Linked DNA regions of Danio rerio: region 2 is linked to region 1. A link is a contact called in public Hi-C data. All regions are on one chromosome and are shown on one strand. Each heading gives the region's core, a stretch centred on a gene start, on an enhancer-like site or on the middle of the called end of the contact. The rest is flanking DNA. Distances are from core to core; before and after follow the strand shown. Region 1 has its middle 53 kb from the start of nr4a3. Region 2 overlaps invs (inversin).

Evidence for each region. A called contact is a pair of places that touch in the nucleus more often than the background predicts.
Region 2: a contact with region 1 is called in a Hi-C map of embryo, with 1.7 times the contacts expected there. The contact joins two enhancer-like sites. A contact is called at or near these places in 2 of 18 Hi-C or Micro-C datasets (embryo and an unstated tissue).

The regions. Positions count from the first base shown.
Region 1 is chr16:30,411,974-30,418,160 of GRCz12tu, reverse strand. No RefSeq gene overlaps it. Among named protein-coding and RNA genes, the nearest start is that of nr4a3, 53 kb to the left of the region's middle. Within about 2 kb of position 4,545, at least 12 of the 62 cell types and tissues checked have an H3K27ac peak or open chromatin away from gene starts, as enhancers often do.
Region 2 is chr16:30,570,420-30,576,142 of GRCz12tu, reverse strand. All of the region lies in intron 2 of invs (inversin), which reads right to left. Among named protein-coding and RNA genes, the nearest start is that of invs, 7.7 kb to the right of the region's middle. Within about 2 kb of position 1,387, at least 3 of the 62 cell types and tissues checked have an H3K27ac peak or open chromatin away from gene starts, as enhancers often do.

The DNA.
Region 1 (6,187 bases), core at 3,296-5,795:
CAGCAGTCGCGAATGGCACTTGCAAGAGAAATTTGAGATGTGAAAAAATGTACTCAGCAGCCTCTGGTGGATTCACGAAAACAAAAACTGCAAAACATTGTAGCTCCTGGGACGTACTTTGTGGGCTCCAGAAATAGTATATAGTATAGAGTATATAGAGGTATGTTTTTAGAATGAGCCTGGGTTGATAAATAGTCCTTGATCAGCTTCCAGCTGTGTGTGTGTGTAATCATCGAAGAACCGGTGTGAACAGGTGTGTGTGAGATGCATGACAAGAAATGTAGTTCATAAAGTGACAGAATTGTAGTTCGGGTGAAGGTGCGTGTTTACCAGTGATCTGCAAGCCTGCATCGCTGGTGATCCTGACAGGAATACAGCTCATAATTTATGCTAAATGACACTAAATTAAATATAAAAATGGAGAAACTTTTTGAGGGTGGTTTACGGGGCTTTTAATTTTAAAAGGTTTTTGCAGACGTTGACAGTCAGGGATTTTTTTTTTTGTATAAATCATGGAATATCTGAGATTTCTCTTTGTCATTTTAAATTAGGTTTAGAAAATATTTAATATAGTAAATATTGAACAGTTTTAGTAGCCTAATATTGTTATGGAATAGAACAGGGAAACCCAGCATGTGATGCAGATGAGCTGCTGATGGAATTGTCGGTCAGCAGGAGGAATAAAGAGCTGCTAATCCTGTCAACACGGAGTGACGAAATGGGGGACCCGGTGCACGTTCTGACGTGGGGTTGGGATTAGGATTAGAGAGAACTGATTTCACACACCGTCTTACTTATGAGGGAATTCCATCAAGGATTATGACGCACATTTACCCACACTTCTACATTGCACCACATTGCAAAACCATCCGCTAATTACTATAGGTCATTCAAGAACTTTGCACATGCTGCATGATCTGCATACATTGTTTACAAGAACAAATATGTGAACCAAATCTGATTGCTATGAAGTAAAAATCATGATTTATTGATCACTTTTATACTAAAACTTATTAAATATTTACAAACAATTGTATATTATAAATGTAATAAAAATGTATATATTTCACAGAACAGTCATATTTCATACACACAGTTCTATTTTAAATATGCTGTATTCTAAATTTAAGCATCATAGAGCAGCAATCTAATTTTAATTGTTTAATTTAGAATTTTTTGGATTTCTTATATATCAGCATATTAACATGTTTTAATTAGTTTAAAATACTATTGAATTCTCCAATATTATCAGTTTTCATAATTCTGCTAAAAAAAGTGTTTAACAGAAAAAAGCAACTCAAACATGTTTGGATCAAATAGATGATTACAGAATGTTATGTTTTGGATAAATGTAATATAGAAATTGAAAATATTCTATACATTTATAAATATTAATATTAATACACAAAAATATTTTTTTATCAAAAAAATAAAAATAAAATACTATAAGCCATGGTTCAAATTTGTAGTGCAATCTGTTTATATACATATTCCACTCAAAACCTCACATACCACCTATGTGTATCATTTACTTTCAACTTTACAACCATAGCCTCGATTACGGAAATTTTAGTGTATGTGTAGTAATATGCTCTAGATACATACACACACACATGAGGTGATCGTATTAGGTCAGGCCACCCCATTAAGCCTATTAGCCATGTCCAAAAGCACATTCATCCCTTCTCTTCCCTATTTGTGGCATGGCCCAGTACAATGATTTTGGGGAAAGCCATGATGAGACATCAGGAGTGGGGGAAGCCTTGGCTGGAAACGTTTAGCTAGTTTAGCCAGGACTGCCCTAAGAGCCTTGATCCTTACACGCGTCACACTAGGACACTCAAACTCGTAATGCTGTCTTAAGAGTCTTTCCCCATACGCACGCCTGAGGCTAAACGCGGACACCTTGTAGCAGGGGATTTGACATCAGAAAGAGAAGAGCAAATGGAAAAGAGGAGAGCAAATGCTGAGGGAGAAGCTGGAGAGATGCCAGAACACCTGTTCAGAGCTTCCGGTTCTTTTGTATGACGAGGCTAATGTCGTAGCATTAGGAATGTGCCAGACTAGTCTACTAAACGGTTTATAGTAATGAGCAAGGTGAGGGAGAATTTGAATTAAGGAAAGGGAAAACATTTTGTAGCAAATACAATGGCAAATAACAACAGTTACAATTATCTTATAAGCTTGCTATGCTGTTTCAACATTTTGTAGTGATATCATAGGAGAGTATTCTTGGTGTGAAGAACATTTTGATCATCTAAAGAACTTTTTTTTTTTACTGTAAAACTCTTTCATAGATGTTTAAAGTTCTTCATGGATCAGTTGATGAAAATATAGAACCTTTATTTTTAACCATTGTGTGCTTTTCGAGATGTTTTCATCCATTTTCATCTCTTAATTTGCCCACAATTATCCCTGTGTTTCAGCAAATGAAATGATTTTTGGTGACAAATCTTATTTTGACACATATTTTGAGTTACACTTAAAAAATTACTAGCCTTTTGTTATGTTCGTTTATCTTATGTTTGCCCCATTGACTTTCGTTATGAAGAAATTTTTGATAGCGAAGTCATGACAACATATACAGAAGCATTCTTGATAGTTGCGGGTTTTCCCTCTTGGGAAGAGCTTAAATTTGTGATGACTCATTCAATTTCACCTTTCTTTTAAGAGTCTGTTGTGACACTTTTCATTTTCTTGTACACTGAAAGAAATGATTCTTTGAACCAACTTTAAACTGTAATTTGTTCCAGCTAAAATATTTATTTTCTCTAAAAGCATTTATTTTCTCTTTGGTTTAAACTTTACATTTAATTTAATCTAAATCAAATAAATTAATTGGCGGTTCATTCCGCTGTGGTGACCCCTGATTAATAAAGGGACTAAGCTAAAAAGGAAATGAATGAATGGATGAATATATAAATTGTGGTCGAGAAGTTTTACTTCAACCCTATCAAACACAGCTGATCCAAATAATCAAGGTGTTCAAGACTACTAGAGACAATTAAGCAGGTGGGAGTTGAAGGTGGTTGGAGCTAAACTGTGCAGAGCTGCGGCCATCCAGGAATTGAGTTTGAGACCATTGGAGTAAACTATAATAAATACTTTTAATATGAGAATGCTTTTACACCTAGACTTTTGTTCCAGAACCTGTCTCTTTTGCCCAGTTTGTGCGGTTCATTTGGCATATGTAATTTCAGCAATCGTGCTCGGATCCACTGCAAAACAATCTGTCCAAGATTGGCTGAATGAAGTGGTCTCGTCTCGATTAAAACGAACTCTGGATCGATTGTCGTGAGAAAGCAATACGATCCGAACCAGGCTGTATCACAGTGTATTGTAGAAATGGCATATGCGGCTATATGAAGAGAGAATTATGAGTAGGGCAAAATGTCATTCCTACCAGTACTGCTGGTGCTTTTAGTATGGCTATAAATGTCACGCAAGATGGTAATCCAACTCACAATAGACATACATAAAAATCGAATAGCAAATAAGCAGTACCTTTTTTGCATGCAGTCACGTGACATGAAAAATGCTGAAATAAAACTGAATGTTCACATAACAACAATAAACATTCCAGAATTTAAATAAACATACTAAAATCTCATAAAAATAAACAAAAATATAAAATGATAGTACAAAAAAATAAATGACAAAAAATAATTAAATATAAAAAAATTATATATATATATATATATATATATATATATATATATATATATATATATATTTTTTTTTTTTTTTTTTAAATATTGAGTTCTTCATTCCGTGTGTGTGTGTGCATATGTGCGCTAGAGCTCCTCATAGCCATTGACTCATGCAGGTCTGCGTGTGTGTGATAAGCTGCAGTAGCGCAGGCTTTAAGGTGAGGGGCCCCTGAAGCAGAGCAGGGGCCCGGGGCTCTGAGTTCTTCTGCTAGCCTGACTCACAGCTCTGTCTCCTTACCATCTCTGCCTGTAATCTCATTAGACCAGCCCAGCAGCACATAAATTAATAAGACACTCTTCTTACCTCTCCCTCCTCCACAATCTCCAGACTTTTTTTTTATCACAAATACATTTCAAATTGACTCTCTGCTATTTTCATCCAGCGTGAGCTAATAAAACTTCTTGAATGAAACCTAGCTGCTTATTTTTAGCATGTAATTTTTAGATGATTTTTATTTATTTGATTTGATTTTTAGTGAGTACACATTGGGTTTGCTACATTTTTATTGCAAATGATTTAAATAAATTTAAACAAACAAAATAAATTTAGTAATGTTCAACTTCATTTGTTTGTTTAAATTTAGTCAATATAAACCGTTACCTTAAAAAATTACTAAATACAATGGATCATTTTTTTTCAGTGTACAAAGTTGTGGAAAGCTTTAAGATGGAAATGCTGTATGTATTTGATAATAGAGATTGTCTGTCAGTGTGTGTGTGTGTGTGTGTCCCGGAGGAGGCCGAATGAGCTGATCGGGTCTGACAGGCTCTCAGTCTGACTGGGGGTGGAGAGCAGAGGGAGGCTCTGATGGTGATTTACCGATCCAAGTGGCACGTCTTCCCTTTGGGAAATGCCCCCCTAGCTTGATGTGTACACACATACACACACACACACACACACACACACACACACACACGAGTCAGAGTTTTATCTCTGTTATAATGACTGTCTCCAGCACACAGTATGCCTGATTCATTGTACAGAGTCCTGAGTCTTTTTGACACGAGACATATTTCAAGAAAGCACATGAGAGGGTTTTGTTGTTTCTAGTGAAAGTGTGTTATAGTTTGCATGTTTGGAATATGCAAAAATGTTAAATCTATTTCTCACAATTTTTTGATTATTCTGCATTCCATTTTTTTTCCATTGCAATTCTTCTTGACAGCTTATTTTTTGTGGTTAAAGGAATTATTCACCCAACAAAATAAAACCGTTCATTTTTGTTCAACACAAAAGGAGATATTTTTGTAGAATGTTGAAAACTGGTGGAAAATGATTTCCATAGAATTTGTTTCTCTACTATACAGTCAGTCATTATTGCATTTTACAATTACATTCATTTTCTTTTTGGCTTAGTCCATTTATTAATCAGGGATCACCACCGTGGAATGAACCACTACAACTACATTTAATTTGACACATTTTTCCACAAATTACATTTTTGGGAACTTTTCACAACTTTGGCCTATTTTAAGTATCAAACATGAAAAAAACTTTTGATTAACCTTTCATTAAAAAAAAAACTTTATAATTAACATTAACAACGAAAACAATAATTTAAAATAATTATATTTTTGTTGTTAATATTATTAAGTTAGTAATAATAACAATTATTATAATAATTTCATTGAATATCACACACGCTTTACACAGTCGTGCAGTGTGCAGATTTCATTTTTATAAATAGTGTGAGGTTTTAGTGAGGTTTGATGTTACATTACACTGTAAAAATATCTGCTAATTAACAGTTTCCATGATTTTGTGATTCACGAGTGTTTTCCGTTTATTCATGGTTGTGAAATGCATCATGGGGTTTTGATCTCTGCTCTATCAACATTTTAACAAAGTGACTTGGTCACACTTTACAATAAGGTTCATTAGTTAATGTTAATTAATGCATTTACTAACATGAACAAACAATCAACAATACATTTACTACTGTATTTGTTCATGCTAGTTAACGTTAGTTAATGAAAATACAGTAGTTCATTGTTAGTTCATGTTAACTCATGGTGCATTAACTAATGTTAACAAGCATTGACTTGGATGTTAATAATGCATTAGTAAATGTTCAATTATGATTAATAAATGCTGTACATGTGTTGATCATGATTAGTTCATTAATTAGTCAATTAACATTTTAGTAGTTTGAAATAATATAATGTAACAATACATGTAGCAATAGGTCTACAAAATGTTTTTTGTAGCAAAATACACAACACTAACCCAGACAATATATCACTTTAAACTATTAAATGTCATTTAAAAATATTAAATATTAATAAAAGTCACTTTTCAAGATTAAAAGTTGTTGGAAGAAGATCAAGGTCCCATAATGCAATTTAAAAAAACATAAATCATTTTTTACAGATATTTTTAGTGTAGTCCATAACACACTTTAATCCAAATCTGTCCAAATGACACATTAGATTATAAAGTAGATTCTCTATGACTGAATGTCTAGATAGTTCCTGCA
Region 2 (5,723 bases), core at 138-2,637, 160 kb before region 1:
ATGTGATAAAGGTTAAAAAAATCCAGTCCACAATATCTTTATCTAAAATATGTCATTTTTGTGTGTGTTTTTTCACTAAATCAATGACATCATTTGTGAACTTGACAATTAAAGAGTTAAAATCCAGTAATTTTCCAAACAATGTGGTAGTTTTGTTCAGGCCTGAAGTTAATTGACAGATTTACGCAAAAAAAAAAGGAAAAAATATTTATCTGATGCAGTTTTACAGCAGTTTATTCAGTTGATGTTTTCATTCCAAACATAACAAAAGGTAGTGAATTTGAACAGTGCACAAAGGTTAACTTATTCTGACTCTATTCTATGCATGCATTTTATATTAAAACCTTTGTGCAAAAACTTACAAGAAATAAAAGTTTAAAAATGTAGTTTTTTTTTGTTTGTTTAATAATTGATGACAATTAACGTAAAGTTGGTCCAAAGCAGATCATTTTAATCATGCTAATAATGTGTCTTGCATCAAAACTAAAAACAGAGAGGGACAAATAAAAAAAATCACAATGACATTATCATGATGATCAACTAAATGGTGCAAATTCAATTTCAACTAATTTAATTAACAATCTTTGCTACAATAAATTATTACAGCTTCAAATTGAGGTGTAAATCATTTCAGTAAAGCAATAATTCACATTTAAACATAATGATTTGAATATATACAGCATCTGTCATATTACATTTGTCTTTAAGCCTCACAGAAAAGTTCAAGTGCAAATCTGCTGCATATATTAATATAAATTGGAAAAAAATGTAATGTAAAAAACAAAATAACACAAAAAAAAAACTTTGGAATACCTTAAGGATTCATTCAATGTTTGCGAAAATGAGAGCCCTTCATCTGAAATGTGTTTGCACGTGTGTGTGTGTGTGTGTGTGTGTGTGTGTTGTTTGTGTGTGCCTGTGTAAGCGTATGTGTGTGTGCGGTTGTGTGGGCAAGCATCCAGCTTGTCTAGCCCAGCCAAATGACTCCCCACTAGCATCTTATTGAACAACCAGCTGAGTCAGGAATTAGGGAGAAAGAGAGACAAAAAAGAAGGAAAAAAGAAGGAATAATGAAGAACAAACCACAGGGTCAGAAGTTGAGCTAAGTGCACATTTGTGAGTAAAGCAGTGCCTGGCATTGCAAAAGCAGATCTGTACGATTAACATTCACCACTGCTTTTCCAAAAACACTGCTCTTTCTTTTTCCCAAATCTCTTCTAAGTATCTCGCTGAGAGACATCAGTTCTTTCATCTAATGCCCAGAGGGTAAATCCTCCATACTTTCTCCAAGGAGAAAAGGCTCCATGCTGTGTATGCATGCGGTGATCCCAGCGGATGCCATCCATAGTGTGTCTTGACTGACATGATCACCTTGTGCCTCATTAGCTGTGGTCTCCCATAATGCCGAGCGACAAATGAGCCCCTCTGGTGAAGGAGGTGTGGCTTCCAGTGGGCAAAGTAATGCAATTATGGAGCTCCAAAGGTGTCAGTCACAACAAGTGAAAAACATATGTGCTGTTAAACTGTGAGATAACACACACTGTCTAATGTGTGACATCTAGAACACACCGCACTCAATAAATGAACAGTGTGTGGTTGAAATTTTCATTGATACTTTTGAAATGTGCACACACACGCTAACACAGTATCAAACACAAGCTTTCCTTTCATTACTAAAATCAAACTATAAAAAAGAGGGTCTGAAGCATTTTGGTTTTGCCGTCCAATGCAAATTTAGCATGTAAATAAACAAGAAAATATATTACATTTAAATAATGAGGTTAAAAACACTGCTTTTTCCTGATTATAAATATTATGCTTTTATTTTATTACAATATTGATGAAAATTTACATATTACTGTTTTTCTTTTCTTTATTTTTTTACTTTGCTGAGTGTGTTTTTGTGATGGTACCTTGGCTGGTTTAGACCTTTCGTGGCTACATAATTATGACATTAAAACCAACAATAGTTGGTAGCAAGTCTCTGTTTACGAGTACTTTACTGAATCATTCATTTTAAAAATTTGCTCAAAACAGTTGATTGATTTAGAAACCAACACTCACAAAATGACGTTTGCTGTTTATTCAACCTAATTGTTTTATGTTCAGTTTGCTTAAATTTGTCAAAATCACTAAGTTAATTCCTTTATGTTGTCCAACCACAAACAAAGACTATATGATACACAAGATGTGTCAGTCATATATTTTTGAATGGGGAAAAGCAGAGGTGGGATTAAGTCATATATGTGCAAGTCTCGAGTCATAACCTTCAAGTCTCAAGCAAGTCAAGTCAATCTGTCAGACTCAAGTCAAGTCAAGTCAAGTCAAGTCAAGTCAAGTCACTGCTTATCTCAAGTCAAATCAAGTTGCTTTGTCTAGCAAGTCACTTTCAAGTCGATCAAATTTTTGTCTATTTTTTTTACTTTTGCAATTTATATTTACATATATAACTTTTGGTTTTGTATGGAATGCATAATATATAGCAAACGGTTAGTTATTTAACAAAAACAAGTTATTTTGAGTCATTTAACTCAAGTCCAAGTCAAGTCGAGTCTGTTTTGGATATTTGTTGAGCAAGTCTTAAGTCCTAAATTTTGCGACTTAAGTCATGTCATGTGACTCGAGTCCCCCATTTCTGGGGAAAAGTGTAAGGTCAATATGGTGAATAAAGTCTCGCCTACTAGTACAGAAGCCAATCATCAATCGCTATAGACTGAAGTTTCTCCAGAAAAAAAAGCGCTGACTAGTCGTTTGCTTTTACGACAGTTTGGTGGTCAACAAGCACACAGGAATCTCAACGAATACTTGCTTCACAGACTTAAGAAATATGTCCATATAAAGCTTGAAATCTCCACTTTTAAATGAAGCAACTACACTTGAAAACAAAATATTTTTGGATTTGTAAACTGTATGAATCGAACGCAAGGTACAGTCCGTCCTGTCAAACGCACATCACATGACAACTACTCAAATGCCCACAAACTTGTAAACAAAGAGTTGCTGTCATTTCTGGAGGAGATTCACCATCAAGACCAAGTTGTGGATTACTTCAGAAGCGCAGCACTTCAGATGATCACTATTCAAAGGATGATAATGTGTAACACAGCCATAAATGAGGTTGGTGTAGTAATCTCAATCCTTTTGAGTGAGTATGCACAACAGCTTGGCCAACCTGAAAATATGCAGATTTTGTTTGATTATGACATTATTATTATTATTGTTGTTTAATTTTATTGGTGATTTCAAATATGTAATGTGATTGAAAGATTGGCAAACAGTTTTGGAGAATTTGATATTTCACCATTCAGACAGAATGCTTAAGTATGCTGCCCAAGAGGAGTTTCAAAGAAGGCCGCCGATTGAAATGATTTGCCTTAAAGAGACTATGACACAAATGGATTGTGCGTAAGCCAGAATTTTATTTTACAACGAAGCAACTGATTTTCTTTTTCACATGGATGACTGAATCATTGGTTCAAAAGATTTGTCAAAAAAAAGGATTAATTCTAGAACTGAATATTGCAGTGTTGCTCGGATATGTGCAAATATGTTTGTGTCAGCTTTTGTTTAGACCAACTCTCATTAGCACATTCATTCTTTTCCTTTCAGCTTTGTCCCTTTATTATTCAGGGGTCGCCACAGCGAAATGAACTGACAACTTATCCAGCATATGTTTTGCATACCCATGTTTTGCATGGGTTGCAGCGGGATGCCCTTCCCGCTGCAACCCATCACTGGGAAACACCCATACACACTCATTTACACACAGACACTACGGACAATTTAGCTCACCCAATTCACCTGCACCGCATGTCTTTGGACTTGTAGGGGACTCCTGAGCACCCGGAGGAAATGCACGCAAAGACAGGGAGAACATGCAAACTCCACACAGAATTGCCAACTGACCCAGCCGAGGCTCGAACCAGCGGCCTTTTTGCTGTGAGGCGATCGTGCTACCCACTGCACCACTGCGACGCCCACTACAGTGTACATAAATCCATATAAATGTTCATTTTTAAAAACATCTAAATATTAAAAACTTTCAAGGATTTAAGATGCTGATGACCGTTAAATGCAGCATAACAGTGAAAAGGGTGCATTAATGCAATGTTTCTTAACTCTATTCCTGAAGGCACACCAACAGTACACATTTTCCACCTCTCCCTAATCAAACACACCTGAATTAACTCATCAGAACATTAGAAGAGACTCCAAAACCTGAGGTTAGTGAGTCAGATAAGGGAGACATCCAAAATATGTACTGTTGGTGTGCCTCCAGGAACAGGATTGGGAAACACTGCATAAGTGAATAGTGGATATATCCGTGCTTACCTGTATAAAAGGCAACTGTCACTTTGCTGTTCTCAAATATTTGATGCCATTTTGCAAAATAAAAATAATCATAATAATAACAATAATAATAATAATAATAATAATAATTATTATTATTATTAATTCATTCATTCATATCCATTTATTATGATCCAGCTGCAATCCAGTACTGGGAAACACCCATACACACCCATTCTCTCTCTCTCTCTCACACATACACACACTCACATTCATACACTATGTCCAATTTAATTTACCCAATTCACCTATAGCACATGTCTTTGGACTGTGGGGAGCACCCGGAGAAAACCCACACAAACACAGGAAGAACATGCAAACTCCACAAATAAACGTCAACTGACCCAGCTGGGACTGGAACCAGTGGCCATAATAATAATAATAATAATAATAATAAGTATAGTAGTATAATTAATAGTCATTTTTGATTGTGGTGGTGGCTCTCTCTCAGGTGATGTGAACTGTGACAGCGAGTACCCGGAGCACACTTGGGACCAGGTTGCTCTGATAGGTCTCGTGGGGCTGGACTCGGAGTGAGGGGGGCGTATTATGGCAGACCCTTTCTGACATCTCTAATGAGGCAGCCTAGAGAGAGATATCTCTCTTCCACCCTTTCAATCTCTCTCTTTCACTCACTCCCCCTTCACCGTATCTCCTTCCTCGCTTTCCCTTCACCATCTACTCACATAAACACGCGCGCAAAGACACACACAGCCCCACAGGCCATTGCCTCTCCTCCCTACAGCGACTAATTGGGCCAAATCTGTGATCTAATTAAACGTCCAATTAGTAAGAGAGGGGCCATTTAGCCGCTGGCTACACCGCTGTGCGAGGGAAATAATGTGATTGAAAAACAAACAGAAAATCAATGCGAGAGAGCGAGAGAGGGAGGGAAAGAGAAGGAGAGAGAGAGAGCGGAAATGAAAAAGATGAAACAAGATTTGGATCAGCTGGGTGTTTATAAGGTTAGAAAGCAACGAGCGACACACATACGGCGTTCCCTAAACATAACGGATCATGTAGATGTGTGTGTCCCTCAGCAATGACCCCTTGAACGCATGCTAATTACATTATTCTCAAACACACAGACACGCGCGTTAACTGCATTATTCTCTCCGCGCAGTCAGTAAGTACATTATTCTATTAACACGCTCAAAGAACCATAAAAAATCAGCACATCATCAATTATTAACAGCTCACTTAACCCTGGAGAGAGCCAAGCTTCCCTCAGAAACATTCACTTACTTTTCACTTCATTAAATATTAATACAAGGGTCACATTCAACATGGAGGCCGGTGAATGGATTGTTCTCATTCATACTGTGCGCGCTGAGGGTGAAGCGCCATACGGGTCAGACTGAGGTGGACTGTCA